Linked DNA regions of Mus musculus: region 2 is linked to region 1. The links are chromatin contacts, called in public promoter capture Hi-C maps. All regions are on one chromosome and are shown on one strand. The core of a region is the stretch at or near the end of the contact, and the rest is flanking DNA. Distances in the headings are between cores, read along the strand shown. Region 1 overlaps Atp11a (ATPase, class VI, type 11A). Region 2 overlaps Proz (protein Z, vitamin K-dependent plasma glycoprotein).

The links. Promoter capture Hi-C pulls out the DNA fragments that hold promoters and counts their contacts.
Region 2: a promoter capture Hi-C map of liver shows a contact between it and region 1, with 2.1 times the contacts expected there. The contact joins two enhancer-like sites. A contact is called at or near these places in 4 of 39 promoter capture datasets (the HPC-7 cell line, frontonasal cranial neural crest, liver and 1 more) and 1 of 9 other capture datasets (liver).

Annotation. Positions count from the first base shown.
Region 1 is chr8:12,803,604-12,806,974 of GRCm38.p6, reverse strand. It overlaps Atp11a (ATPase, class VI, type 11A), which reads right to left. Exons shown (of 30, transcript NM_001293667.1): 2 at 203-325. Among named protein-coding and RNA genes, the nearest start is that of Gm15350, 27 kb to the left of the region's middle. Within about 2 kb of position 1,859, at least 17 of the 459 cell types and tissues checked have an H3K27ac peak or open chromatin away from gene starts, as enhancers often do. A contact at or near this core is called in liver, where this site is marked.
Region 2 is chr8:13,073,833-13,077,203 of GRCm38.p6, reverse strand. Proz (protein Z, vitamin K-dependent plasma glycoprotein) reads right to left here. Exons shown (of 8, transcript NM_025834.4): 8 at 1,178-3,371. The coding sequence ends at 3,274. It also overlaps a transcript of Pcid2 not described here. Among named protein-coding and RNA genes, the nearest start is that of Proz, 15 kb to the right of the region's middle. Within about 2 kb of position 1,568, at least 28 of the 459 cell types and tissues checked have an H3K27ac peak or open chromatin away from gene starts, as enhancers often do. A contact at or near this core is called in liver, where this site is marked.

The DNA.
Region 1 (3,371 bases), core at 610-3,109:
GTGAAGGGGGTAAGCCCTTGTGAAGCACACCTGATACCCCTGTGAGTGGAGAGGGGCTGCCCGGCCCAGAACAGCAGTGCCAAGCACCACAGCTCCTGGGGGAGCAGAAGCTCCCTTGGGACAGCTGCACAGAAGCAGCAGAAGGGGCCGTCCCGGGGGCAGCCTTTCTCAGGCAGTAGCTCCGAGCAGATAGTGAGGCTACCTTGGAGGAGACGATTCTATTGTCGGGGTATCTCTGTGGAATGTAGGCCTCTGCACCCGGAGGGGGCTCCTTGTGTCCCACGTAGATGGTCCGACTGTCCACCCAGTTCTCTTCCCCTGCACACTGTGGGTAGAAGAACACAGTCAGCATGTGCCTGAAGCCTGGAGTGCTGATCTTCCCCACAACACCGTCAGGTTGAGACAGAGGCCGCCTGCTGATGTGGAGGTCCCAGTCCCGTCCTGCTCCATGCCCAAGTACATTCTGATGAGGGTCACATCAGGGGCTCCCAAATTCCCTACCATGGCCAGACCCATGACTGGCTGAGCCCTGTGGGTGAGACGGGGCTTCAGTTCTGTGGCAAATTTCCCAGGCAGACACTGACACACTGAGAGGCCATCTGTGCTCAGAGGGAGGCCCAAAGAACTCTGGGTGCTGGTAGAAACAGGATGAGGCAGGAAGATTGTGCATTTCAAATTGTAGAAAGGAACACAAAATATATGGTCAGGTGCTAGGCCCAGAAGACAGGAGGGCCTGGAAGGCACTCCCCTCCTGGGTGAGTTCAAGGCCAGTAGAGGTGGTGCCAGGCAGCCCAGCACCTGTGCATCTGCCCCATTACACTTCCTTCCTAGTTCTCTCTAGTCCTTCAGCATGAGCAGCCCTTCTGTTCAGGCACCTGCTTGCTGGGTCCATGAAGCCCTTCCCACTTGTCCCCCAGTGTGCTATGGTACAAGACGCATGCATGGCATACACTCTGCATCACCAGCTTTGGCTGTGCAGCAGTCGGAATAAAGAGCTCAAACTGCAGCCACACCCCCAGGAGCCAGGCAGAGTGAGTACCATTGCCACAGGAGCCAACTTCCAGCCCTGGTCAAAAGCAGCATGACCACTCCCGGAGCAGTGACTGGTTTCATCCCACAATGAGCCACGAAAGCATTCCCTCATCCCAACTACACCATACTCAGTGCCCTGAATCCTCTAAGGCACAGTGGTTGCCCAGCAGGCACTATCTTAGTCAGAACAAAGGCCCAGCAGCCCCTCCCAGTAAGAGATGATTTCATGCACAGCCTTTAGTCTCGTGGGAAGGCTGAGGGTAGGATGGTGAACAGTCTTGGTAAGGTCCACATATCCCATGACAGCTGGAGGGCTCCACTCCCTGCTCATGCTCTGACATAAGTTCTATAAACACCCGGAAAGAGAAGACACACAAATCCCTTCCAGTGCTTGGTGAAACTCCCAGAAACCTTCGCACTAAGCTTCAGGAGCAGCCATGAGTCCCTACTGAGAGGCTGAAGTCTGAAGCCACAGTAGGCCTCAGGGGCATCACTTAGAGGGGAACTAGCACCTTCTTGTCCACCCTCAGGAGGAGAGACGGCTTGGGTGGAAAACACCTGTGTGTGGAAGAGGAGCCCTGAAGAGAATCCCTGCAGCCACACATGCAGCCCCTCGGGAATCTCGCTCCTCCGAGCTGCTTTGAGGCTCTCAGATCATGCCTCCTAAAAAGGTCTCATTCCCAGACTTGGCTGTGCGTGCAGTTGGGACAGATGCACCAGGTTTAGTGGCTGGGAAAGGCTCAGCTGAGCTGTAGGAAGCTCTCTAGGAAAGGGTTAACCGCAGGGAAGCATGGGCCAAGACACTGAAGGCCAGGCTCTGTTCTCAGTGTGCTAACACAGGCAGTTAAATATTAATTCCTGCTCTTCCTGACCAAGGCCAGGAGTCGAGATGCTCCTAGGAATCACTTGACTGCCAGGGTTTTTAAAAATAAAACCCATAAGCACTTGTCTTTGACCGATGACAAATCGGGTGGCCCATCAGAGGCTCAGATCACAGCAAGAGTGTTAGTAGTCTTGTTCCTTGAGGGTACAAGACTGCTGTTGGGGCTGGGCCCTACCAGAGCAAATGGATACTTACTAGCAACAACTCAAGTCTAGACAAGCCACAGGACCTTGTTCACATGACTAATTAATAAAGTACTAAAAAGAATAGATCAATAAATCTGAGGCATGTGATGCAGACAGCACTTCCATGGATGAGCGAATCCGGGCTCCCTCATGTGTGGCATGGAGCAGACAGAGGGGACTAATAGGTTGGCAGGGAGGTGACAAGGTGGAAGGAAGACATTGACACAGATCACTGTGAAGCAGGCAGAGATCCTGGGAGAGGAGGCAGTAGCTGTGGATACAGTGCCTGAGCCCACAGAGGCCAGTGAGCACTTTAGGGGCCCAGCCCAGCCCAGCCCAGTGAGGAAGAGCTGGGAGCCACAGGCTGCCCGCAGCTGCTGAGGGAGCACATCCACTCACTGAGGGAACCCAGTGAGCACTGGTTAGCCTTAACTGCCTTTTCCCAGTACAGCAGAGGCAATGGGATGGGGTCCTGCCAAGATCTGACCACCATCACAGTTCCTAATGACAGTCTGCACCTTCACTCAAGATTGTGGAAGAGACATTATAAAACAACTCAAACACCGAACTCTGGAGTGTGGAAATAACCATCCAGGTTAGCATCTTTGACATATTGGTGCCAGATTAATTTTTAAGGAAAAAAAAATTAAAATACAGATTTTCCAAATTGTCATTTGTCATTGGTACCTCTTCACTGTGGGCAGTGGATGAAGAGGCAGAAGGCCACCGAACATGCCTAAGGGATAGACGCCCACTGTCTGTGGTCTAATCTTAATCATGTGACTCATGTGAAGCACAGAGAGGACCCTACTGGTGTAGCTCACACAAGGAGGACAGGGAGTGTTCCAGAATACACCAAAGACAAAGCCACTCTAACAGGAAGACATCATCCTGCCACCATTCAAAGAAACTGGAAGGGGTTTTTTAAAACACCTAAGTACAACGTGTCACCTCCCTTAGTCTCAGTTACATCCCGTCATCATGTTCCTGTGCCCCTCCACTCTGCAGCTTCAGCTGGGCCCAGCCCACACTCCATCCCTCGCAAACTCTCTGGGGTCCTCCTCCCACCTGAGCTGCAATATGTATCTCTGATAACTGTGGACGGGCCACACATCTTTGTCACACAGTCACATCAAAGACCAACGGCAGGCTGCTAGAGGTGTGCTGACCACCACACTCGGCGTGTTCTCCTAGAGAGCTCCATGGTCTGGGCAGGGGTTGAGCCCTTCAGGGGAAGCTTATCCACATCTGAGTCTCCACACAGACCATGG
Region 2 (3,371 bases), core at 319-2,818, 270 kb before region 1:
AGTTTATTTATTTTATGTGCATTTGTGTTTTGTCCGCATGTATGTCTGTTTGAGGGGGGTCAGATCCTGGAGTTACAAATAGCTGTGGATGTTGGGAATTGAACCCAAGTCCTCTGGAAGAGCAGCTAGTGTTCCTTACCACTGAGCCAGCTCTCCAGCCCCTAATACTCCAACTTCTTAAGAGTGTCTGTTTCCTCTGTGTGTTGTTTATTTTGTTCACTTGTCTATCATCTCTGTATTTCTCTGCCTGCCCGCCCACCCGCACATCTGTCCATCCATTTGTCTGTCTGAGGTAGGGTCTCTTTATATAGCCTGGCTGGCCTGGAACTCTATGTAGACCATGCTTCCACATGATGCTATTCTTGCCTCTGTGTCCCCAGACCAGGTGGGTGCCACGATGTGAGGCTTGTCCCCCGTTTATGAGAAGTGCACTAATGTGGAAAGGCTAACAATTTGTTAGTCTCTGCAGAGTTTTTGTAGTCAGAAGCCATTCCTTTTGCAGACGAACTGTGGGGGAGCTTACGTGGTCTCCACGGGGCATGGTGCAGGACGTCCCCTTACGTGGCTGCTTCATTAGCATCCTCTTGCAGGATGGCAAAATCACCCAAACTATGCCATGAGGCATCAATATCCTGACTTTATCCCAAATCTTTGCCTGGTCAAGGCTTTGTGGCTTTAGGCAACTGCTCCATGTGATGGTCCTGGGGGCTAGAAGGTGGCTCACTCCTGAATATGGGCTTGGATATTGGGCTCAGTGGGGTGGGCGTGGACAGCTTGTATTCTCCATGTGGCCATCTCCAGCAGCTAAAGCTGGGTTCCAGAACAGGGCCAAAGGAAGAGGTGCCTGTGGTATGAATTGTACCACTTTCCAGCTGAGAACACTGCCTTTGCCATGTCCATGGTCATGTCCCTACTCTCTGAACCATTCGCCCACGGTGTGCAGAGAGGCATCTGGCATTGAGCGTGGCCCCTCATAGGCTGGTAGAGCTTATGAGCTCCACCAAGGCTAAGCCTGCCCTCCTGTGTCCTCTGTGTCCATGTCTATGGTGTTACCTCCTGCAGAGCTGCCATGAAGAGCTGATCCAGTAGAGTGGTATCCTTGTAACCATTCAAATATTAGGGTTGCTATGAGCGTCCAGGGTCCCATAGTTCTGAGTTTAGAAGCAACAGAATCAACTTTTCAGGCTGCTCCAGGTAATTTATTAAACAGTGACGTCGTAAGTCAGAACCTGATTGAAGTGACGAATAGTTGAATTTAGAAATTAAAGAAGCAACCTCTCTACAGTGTGTGCTGTGTCCACAGTATGTGTCTGTGTGCTGTCTCCACACTGTGTGCTGTGTCCACAGTGTGTGTCTGTGTGCTGTCTCCACACTGTGTGCTGTGTCCACAGTGTGTGTCTGTGTGCTGTCTCCACACTGTTTGTCTGTGTGATGTCTCCACAGTGTGTGCTGTGTGCTGTCTCCACACTGTGTGCTGTCTTCACACTGTGTGCTGTCTCCACAGTGTGTGTCTGTGTGATGTCTCCACAGTGTGTGTCTGTGTGCTGTCTCCACACTGTGTGTCTGTGTGATGTCTCCACAGTGTGTGCTGTGTGATGTCTCCACAGTGTGTGTCTGTGTGCTGTCTCCACACTGTGCTGTGTGCTGTCTCTGGTGTCCTAGTTCGTGGGCACACAGACCCATACATTATTGTAACTAGTTTGCATCAACATTAAATACTCACACTTATCTCTTGCCTAAGGGCACACTGCTTTGGCCCCTTATATTTGTTCGTTTGAGACAGTGCCTTATTTCACAGCCCAGTCTATCTTCAGACTTGGGGCTCAGTTTACCTTTTCCTCCCCTTTTAAATGTCATCATAGCCACAGTTGAGCTATTCCTCTTAGAGATGAAGGTGCTGAGGCACAGGAAACTAAGGTCTTGCGTAAGCACAGCTTCCCCAACCACAGGGCTGAGTTGAGAGGCTGCCGCACTCCTGGAATCCGCTGAGGGCTTCGCCCAGCGTGTCTAGCTACAGCCTTGTCAGGAGGTCCAGGGCCCTCTTCAGTACTAAGCTTGCTCTCCTCTCCCTAGCAGAACCAGAATGAGGCTGCCCTTGCACCTCCTGTTCCAGTGTTCGACACACCAACTGTGACACAACCACGGGTGTTCACAGCCTCTCTCCACTCAGCTTCCACTCAGTAACTCGGCCAGTTTACGACTGACACTGCTTTTATTTCACAAATCCTATTTTTTTTTCCCTTAAGGCCTCTGTTTGGATAAAAATTACCAAAGAAACGCCTTGCTGGCTAGCTTTCATAAGGCCAGAAGCCTGTGCTAGCTACAGGAACAGCGGAGGCAACAATGGTCTTACCCAGTGCTGGGCCCTCGTCCACAACACTGACATGCCAGGCAAGATGTGCACATTGGTGCAATTGTGGGTACAGAACTGCTTTCTGGCTGATTGTGAGGCCTGCTTCACAGGGATTCCATGCCTGAAGCTATAATCTCGGCCAAAAGCTTGTGACTGGGGAGGTCACAGGCCTGGGGTAGAAGCTGCTAGTGTTACTTTGCTAAAAGGTCATGTTAAAAATTACCTTCTAAATATATATGCTCATACCATAGAGCTGGGCTGTTGGCAGCTTTGGTCAAAGAACCCTCTTTTCATAATGGGCCGCAGTTAATGCAAAGATGTATAATTAGTCAAAGCGTTAGAGTAGGGGCTGAGGGCTCAGGCCTATGGGGGACATCTTAATCAACAGGCCCCAACTCCCTTTCTCTTGCACCTACACCTCCACCTCCATCAAGGCTTAGGGAAAATCGTCCAAGAGAATGGGGAAAAACATACAGCTGAGAGGTGGGAGGGATGTCGAGAAGAGTGCCTTCTAGTGGGAACAGACTCAGCAGCTGGGGTGACCTGGTCAAGACTGCACAAGATCAAGCCAGATTCTGACATAGATGGGGGGTGGTCCCTGCCACACTCCCCACTGAGGAGCTGTTGGCAGTTGATAGCTGCTGAGGGAGGGAAAATTGTGTAGTCCTGAGGGTGCTCTAGTGGATGGCCCCACACCATACACACAGAGGTAGTGCTAACTGAACTTAGTGGAGTCTCAGGAAATATAAGTGGAGTTGGAGAAGGGAAATGGGATGTGGGTGTAGTCACATTTCATTATATGTGTGTATGAAATTCTCAAGAGTAAAGAAAAATGTAAAGTTCCAAGGAATAAGAGGTCATCTTCCAGTGCTAACTGTGACCGGATTCGACCCTCTGGCAGCCATGTTGTTGGATTTCAGCTACTTCATGATCTGTTTAAACCACATGGAGTATCTCGGGACTGCGGTGAGGAGGAGCATTTGCGATTGCCCTGGTGGTGGTGGCGAGCCTAGGATCC